2 separate regions of the Danio rerio genome follow, and region 1 is linked to region 2. The links are chromatin contacts, called in public Hi-C maps. All regions are on one chromosome and are shown on one strand. The core of a region is the stretch at or near the end of the contact, and the rest is flanking DNA. Distances in the headings are between cores, read along the strand shown. Region 1 overlaps magi3a (membrane associated guanylate kinase, WW and PDZ domain containing 3a). Region 2 overlaps magi3a (membrane associated guanylate kinase, WW and PDZ domain containing 3a).

Region 1 (4,454 bases), core at 1,108-3,607, 180 kb after region 2:
AAACTGTCACATTTCTCTTGTTGCAAAAAAAGTTATATTTGTATTACTTGTACTATACCTCTATCTATTTGTATTTCTATATGTTGTAATTGCCTGCTTTTGTAATTTGTTGTTGCAATAAAAATAATAATAATGATAAAAAAATAAAAATTTTAATCACATGCAATGACTCAATTGGTAAGAAGACACGTGCAGTCCCGTACTCGATATTATGCACACCCTACAGCAGCCACAGCATGTGAGAAGGTAAATGATACACTACTTGAGGGGCATGAGTGATCAATAAGCTTGCGTCGCAACAGCTAAAATATAAACAGATGCGGTGCGACTTGTTTTTACAGTTTATTGGCGCAATTATTTTATTAGTCTACCATTTTGTTTATGAACAGTTTATAATACAACTTGTTGCAATAAACAGTAGTTTATAGGCATATTTCATTTTAGTAAAAAAGTAATGGATTTTTAGGTGTGCATTTTAACTTCTTACGCATCAAATATGCATTCCAAACTTTTTCTTGAATGAGACATGTTAATTTATTTTATTTATTTATTATTATTTTTTTTTTTGTCATTTGTAATTTTTCCTAATTGCATTGTTTGAAATTTTTCCTAACAATTTTTATGTTTGTGTTATATTATTTTCTGTAAAGCTGCTTATGGCCATGACACACTTAATGGTTAAAAGAGGTGTGTTTAAGGGTATTACATGGAGCATCCTTAATTTATTCCCTTAGGTAAGGAGAGATCTCCACCTAAGTATCATACTTGGGCTGAAAATGTGCTTTAGCAATAGTTAGATTAAGGTGTATACTCCACATGTCTTAATCCAATTTCTGTTTAGTTTGATTATGACCCTAATCAGATTAAATTATTGTCTTAATTGTATTAAAATCGGATCATTGGTGTCCATTTAAATGTATTCACAGTGGCATGGTTTAATCTGTGGGGTCATGCCAAAGCCAATAATGGGAAACTTTTTGGTAACACTTTATTTTGATGGTCCATTTGAGTATTAGTAGACTGTCTGCTTAATATCTGTTGATACTGCTCCTTCAACAGACTATAGGAAAATTAACAAGTACATGTCAACTAAACTAACCCTTACATTACACAGGCTAACCCCAACCTAACAGTCTACTTAGAATCTAATGAGAATTAGTTGGCATGTAGATGCAATGTGACTTATATTCAACATACAGACCATCAAAAAAACCTGACCAACTTTATGCGTTTTGCCTAATTGTCTTCATTTACACAAAGATTCAACCTCAATATTTGGCCTACACGTGTCAAATTTAAACAATTATTTCACCTGTTGCCATCTCATTAAGTCTTGAAGAGCCTTTGATGAAGAGCAAATGAGAACCATTTGCTTTAATCAATCAGTATTAGAGATTATTATTTAGACTTTTAGAGTCACTTTGCCAAGCAATTCAATCCCAATCCAATTTCATTTTATTAGGTCAAAGAGGAACCTCGTAACTTAATACACTTTTCAATTTTGTTTTCATCAGAAAATCTTTAAGTGTCTATCTTTCAAACTGTTCAAAGAAAATGACCCTTATCTGAAGAGCTACAACTGCTCAAATCGTCCTCATCGTTCACAGCTTGTAACACCTTTAACATGCGCAAACACAAATACCATCCTTCAAAAGCATGATGTGCTTTTTTAAAGGCTCACGACACATGCTGTAGACATTTGCACATTGTCTTTAGGAGAGGTAAATATAGCTTAGGCAGCTGCTAATGAATGCCAGGCATTTGTCTATCCATGCATCCTTGACAAAGAGATAACCCACTTCATTGAGTTCCCCTGGGATGAAAACGACAGCACAATAAACAGTGGGAACCATTCACAAGTCATTTTTCACAAGCCCAAGCTGCAACAGCAGGGTAGGTAGTAAAATGAGTCATTGTGCTCGAAAAATGATAGGGTTGCTAGACACGGCGAGACGCATTAAATATAAATGAAACACCACAGGTAGAATAAACGAAGAGAGACATCGGATTCAAACAGCGAATGCAGGTAATTGTCATCAAGTCCACATGCTTCATTTACAAACTCAAATTAAAACTCTTTTATAAGTGCTTCTGTTTAAATGTTTTCACACGGCAACCTCTAGTTAATAATTAAAACCCTACTTTGTGTAGAAACTAATGAGAGAGATATTGAAACATTCTAGTGACAAATAAAAAGCCTTGATCTGCAAGCATCTTTAAAACCCTAATGTCCAAAAGTCACGACCAGCTGACTGTGAGTTCAAGGCATTCTGCAGGTTTTGTGCTTTGCTGATGTGCCTTTGCCTCCAGTCAGGCTGGTTTCAAAGCCAGGTAATGGCGCCATGCTAAGGGGAATCACAAAGAACACTAATTAGCTTCCCTTCAGAGCTTCCACCTGTTAACAACGCCCTGGATGGTTTGAACGAACATCCACACAGACTCTGAGATCAGTTTCACTACTGATCTGTCAGGCTGCCGGTAACAAGGTGTCTAGGTTTTGTTACCGTCTGTGAGGTCCATTTCAAACTCATCCCATCTGTCTAGGGTGAATCGAGATGACTGTTTGTTTTCATCCTGCAAAGTGAGCTAAAAATGCAACAGGCAACATTTCTTCATTGTTGATACATTTCTTCAAAAGACACTGATTGTTGAGTTAATATCTTCGAAAAGGAAAACCAACTCCACAAACACAATAATTATCTCGTCTTCAATCAGGTGTAAACGAATGATGGTGCTTTGTTGGAGGCTGTGGAGAGATCTGGAAATACAGGCTTTAAGCGGAAACACAATATGTACAGTTACTCCCCGAAACCCACGAACTGGAGCAGCTAGTTTTCCGCTAGAGTCATTTCTCATCAATCAGACAAACTGGAAGGACTGTTTTCATGAAGTAAACATTGATATGACCTAAAAATGACCCCTCCCCAAAAACTGAACCCATTCTGTTGCTCTCCAATTAAGCAGAGAATCACACTGATGTGAACCTCAGCTTGCAGCCCAATTCACTAGCACAACTCATACTATCAGGGAAAACAAGAAATTTAATGAGGGGGAAAAACTGAGCTTTTTAGCATGAATTGGGAATCATGGAAGGAGTCAAATGAAGTCAGAACCAGAGAGAGCTTTTCTAACGAGTGTGTTCTGAAACACAAGAAATCTTTCTTGGTTATAAAGCTTGCAGTGTTTGAAATGTGCTAAAATGACACCTAATGATGTTTGAAATCAGCATGAAATGAAAATCTATTTTCTAAATGCATGTTATTGATCTTGTTGTGAAAGATGCATCCTGGCATATGGCTTAAATTTTCCCTAATACATTTTAAATTCTGGTGAAATGACTTTCTCTGGTGACATACCTGGACTTCTCCAAGCATTTTGTTCACACAAACCCTGTCCTTTCCTAACAATTGCCTCCATACAATTCACAAATTTGCCAATTTTAGCCATGAATGTGTGACAATATGTAAGAAAAGATATATCTCAGATTCTATGATCCTTTGTGGCCTGAGGATATGTTTACATGTCATAGATGGAAAAGTTTTTCCCTTGTTTTTTTTTTGTTTTTTTGTCACTTTTGGCTATGCAATTGCAAAATTGTCCCCTATATACCCTCATTGCCTACCTACAGTACATTAAGGAGTGAATGAAAACTATTAAGCAAATTTTAACAGGTACAGTGTACAGCCTTTCCTAAACACTCTATTGCAGGATTTATGCTTGATGCAACTGTCAGTTCAAGTAGCAATGAAAATAGTTATCTTAACTCTTTTAAGCAAACTATATATATATATATATATATATATATATATATATATATATATATATATATATATATATATGTATATATATATATATATATATATATATATATATATATATATATATATATATATATATATATATATATATATATATATATTCAAGCATTTAATTTAATATATAACTAAATGGAAATGTATACCTGTATGATATAATGGTTTAGTAAATGGATATAAGGGCTGCACGGTGGCGCAGTGGGTATCGCCTCACAGCAAGAAGGTCTCTGGTTAGAGCCTTGGCTGGGTCAGTTGGCATGGGTTATCTCTGGGTGCTTCGGTTTCCCCCACAAGTCCAAAGACATGTACTGTAGGTGAGTTGAGTAAGCTAAATTGGCCGTAGTGTATGTGTGTGAACAAGTGTGTATGGATGTTTCCTATTGATGGGTTGCAGCTGGAAGGGCATCCGCTGCGTAAAACATATGCAGGATAAGTTGGCAGTTCATTCCGCTGTGATGATCCCAGATTAATAAAGGGACTAAGCCGAAAAGAAAATGAATGAATGAAAATGGATGAATAAATGGATGAGGTTAGGCAACATCTTCGGGTAAGACGTTGAATGATCAGCACATTTAATATAGGTTTTCTCTAGCTGTGGAGTGTATGTTGAGTGAACACCCATCAATGCAATGCATTATG
Region 2 (3,960 bases), core at 740-3,239:
TTACACACTATTATAACATTTAGAAATATTTCAAATTAGCTTTCATTTTCATAATCTTATATTTTAGTTTTAGCAATTTTGCTAAGTGATTTCAAATTGTCATTTTTTTTCAAACTTTTATTATTTTTTTATTGTTATGTTTGCAGGTTTAGTACTTAAGTTTCCAGACAAAAGTAATTGACTAACAGTAGTTTAATTTGTCTCTAAACCCCTTTTATATATATATATATATATATATATATATATATATATATATATATATATATATATATATATATATATATATATATATATATATATATATATTTATATATAATATATTATAATATATTATATTAATATATATATATATATATATATATATATATATATATATATATATATATATATATATATATATATTTTATATATTTATATATATATAAATACTAGTAATGAAGTCAGAATTACTAGCCTCCCCATTTGAATTTATTTTCTTTTTAAAAATTTTCCCAATTGATGTTTAACAGAGCAAAGAAATTTTCACAGTATGTCTGATAATATTTATTGTTTTATTTCGGCTAGAAAAAAAACTGTTTTTAATAAAAATGTATATATATGAATTTTAAGAACAATACAATTAGCTACTTTAAGCTATATATTTTTTTCATTTGTCACTTTAAGCTGTATAGAAGTGGTGTCTTGAAAAATATCTATTCAAATATTATTTACTGTCACCATGGCAAAGAAAAAAATTAATCAGTTTCATAAATCGGGACTGTTTTGAGCATAAATTACAAATATAAATATGAAACGCAATGTGTTTAAATTAACAATTTAATTTGGGTCACACTTTCCAATAAGGTTCATTAGTTAATGTTAATTAATGCATTTACTAACATGAACAAACAATGAACAATACATTTACTCTTGTATTTGTTCATGCTAGTTAACGTTAGTTAATGAAAATACAGTAGTTCATTGTTAGTTCATGTTAACTCATGGTGCATTAACTAATGTTAACAAGTTTGTACTTGGATGTTAATAATGCATTATTAAATGTTCAATTATGATTAATAAATGCTGTACATGTGTTGTTCATGATTAGTTCATGTTAGTAAATGCATTAACTAATGAACCTTATTGTAAAGTGTTACCTAAATTTGTGTTAAATTTGTGCTTATTGGAATATTGTGTTTAACAATTCATTAAACAGCAAAAAAGCAGTTGCAGTGGATTTTCTTATATATACCTACTTCTGGACAATCTAAAGCAGCACTGCATCCTTAACCAGATAGTTAATCCAAAACAACTATTAATTGAACCCAAAACAAAATATTTCCAAAAAATATTTATGGAAAAAAAAAAAAAACAACTATTGTCATCCATAGTAGCAACAAAAAATACTACGAGAGTATTTTCCCAGCATTTTTCAGTATACATTCCTACATGTTCAACCAGAAAGAAACTCAAACTGCATCAAACTGCTTCGGAACAAGTTCATTTTTGGGTGAACTATCTAGTAGTCTACACAACTTAAGAGCTATGGCATTAGCTTTAGCTTATCATCATGCTAATGCACTTCATATAAAGAGCGTTGTTTATGTTTAAGTATAGTTTCCATCTCAGCGGACTCTTCTAAATCAGTTTCTAATAAGATTTTATTACGCGTGGTGTTTTTGAAGGCTGTTGTGCATGTGGACACTGTGCAGCTGACTGTGATCTGGGATCGGTTTCAGCTCAAACACAGATCCTGCCACTGTGTTTAAACTGTTCATTTCGAGTCTTGGCTCCTTCTGTTATACTCTGGGGAAAGCGAACGAGTATGATATTCAGTGATAAAGAGCCAGTGGCCACAGATCCATTACTCCAGCTCAAGTCAATGATCCGCTCAGTCGGTGCAGTCTAGTCTGTCTATCTAATGGTGAATGTGTCTATTGATCAGTGCAGAGGACGGTGGGGGGATTCCTGTATGCTTTTGTACTCTGGAACAATCAATGGCATCCGTCCAGGCGCGCTTCACTTCTTGAAAGCGATTGTTCTACCTGAGTCATCCTGCTGCTCATACTGTAATACCGGCACACCATCTGCCAAAGATTCTTTCAGGAGCATCATAGCTTTCTACTGTAAGTCAAGACAATCTTATGGGTGAAATTAGATGTTATGTTTATGAAAAAGCTATATTATTTCTTACTGGCTATCTGATGAATATTGCATAAGAAAACCTGAATAATATAAAGTAAGAAAAAAGCAATTTTCAGAGTATATATTCAGATTCATTCATATTTTTAAGGTTATTAAAAACATAGTCAAACCCAAAAAGCAATATTTTATTACTTATGTCATTATAAAATGCTTCATTCATTTTTAGAACACAAATTAGGTTATTTTAAATGAAATTCCAGAGCTTTCTCATATTTGCTATGTACAATATGATGCTTGAATGTAGCACTACAGACTCTAATAGCTATACGTGATATTGCCTGTAGTAAATGCACACCTTGACGAGAATGCAGGAGCAAGCTTTAATGCATAAACATTAGACATTGGTGAATGAGCCATGTTTACATTTATTTTTAACACAAAAAAATGTTCTCTGGCTTTAGTTTGATTATGGTTAAACCAATGAAGTCCCACAGAATGTTTTAGTTAAAGTTCTGAACTTCTCTGCCGTTTATGGAGGCCAGAGAGCTCTCAGATTTCATCTAAAGTATCTTAATTTGTGTTCTCAAGCAACTGGAAAGACATAGAGAGAGTAATTAATAACATAATTCTTATTTTGGATAAACTAGTCCTCAATACTTTTAATAATAAATTACAATATATTATAATAATAATAAACTAGGAAATCAATTTGATTATTCGTTAAAGGGATAGTTCATCCAAAAATGAAAATGTGCCCAATATTAACTTTCCCACAAGTGGTTTCAAACCTTTATGAGTTTCTTTATTCTGATGAACACAAAATAAGATATTCTGAAGAATGTTGAAAGAGTGTAACCATTGTCTTACATACCAGGAAAAACAAATACTATGGAAGTCAATGTTTACAGATTCGTTATGCTTCAAAATATATTCTTTTGTGTTCAAGAGACGAAAGAAACTCAAGTTTTGAATAAGATAATAGTAAATAAATTATGAATTTTTGACTTGTGACATTTGACTTGTGTCCTCTGCAATGGACATTGCGTTTTCATCAATGTACTTTGAATTTTTTGAGCTACTCTGTCAAGTCCGGTTGTACTGTTCAGAGGGCATCCTGGGGTTTCTAGTGACATGACATTTGATTGGCTGGCATGGTAGGAACCACTTCTCACACTGCATCAAAAATGGCGGACGTACAAAAAAGCACATTTTAGGAAGGAAAGAGTAAAATTTAGCTTTTTAAATGGTATTGTACTACTATTATTATTATTATTACATGTGTAATTGTTTATTAAAGTGTCAGGAACAATACATTTAGCTTTCAAAGCTGTTAACTTGTTTGTGTTTCAAAATATCATCCTTTTTTAAACGTCCACTACAGTGGACATCAGGACCATCTTAATTTAATTAATGACTGCATGTTGTAGGAGGCAGAACTGAGGCAGAGAGGATTCTTTATAAAATAGTTGAGGGAGACTCTGATTTAGAGTATGACAATCAGACAATTAGAGAATTAGAGACAATTAAAGAATGACAATCAGTTTTAAATCACCTTTATGTTAAATTTCTTCTTAAGTTAAATCACTTCTTTTTTTGAGTTTGGCTCTCTTTCAGACTAAACTGTTTTAAGAATTTCAATACAAAAGGAAAAAAATGTCTTTTGTTTTGTTATCGTTGCATGAATATAGGATTTTTATCCCTTTTCAGCCATATCCTGTACAGTTTTGTTGTCTGAGTGGCAGTTGTTTTGAACTTAAGTGGTCCTGTGGTCCACAAAAGTGGACATGCTGTAAAACTAAAAATAAAAACAAAATGTAAAAACTCTAAATTGTATCA

The links. Hi-C and Micro-C count contacts between places; a contact is called where the count stands out from the background.
Region 1: a contact with region 2 is called in a Hi-C map of an unstated tissue, with 1.6 times the contacts expected there. The contact joins two enhancer-like sites. A contact is called at or near these places in 1 of 18 Hi-C or Micro-C datasets (an unstated tissue) and 1 of 4 datasets of contacts at active chromatin or transcription factors (caudal fin).

The regions. Positions count from the first base shown.
Region 1 is chr23:29,364,909-29,369,362 of GRCz12tu, forward strand. All of the region lies in intron 1 of magi3a (membrane associated guanylate kinase, WW and PDZ domain containing 3a), which reads right to left. Among named protein-coding and RNA genes, the nearest start is that of magi3a, 40 kb to the right of the region's middle. Within about 2 kb of position 2,358, at least 7 of the 62 cell types and tissues checked have an H3K27ac peak or open chromatin away from gene starts, as enhancers often do.
Region 2 is chr23:29,184,977-29,188,936 of GRCz12tu, forward strand. The region is part of intron 9 of magi3a (membrane associated guanylate kinase, WW and PDZ domain containing 3a); the gene reads right to left. Among named protein-coding and RNA genes, the nearest start is that of rsbn1, 49 kb to the left of the region's middle. Within about 2 kb of position 1,990, at least 6 of the 62 cell types and tissues checked have an H3K27ac peak or open chromatin away from gene starts, as enhancers often do.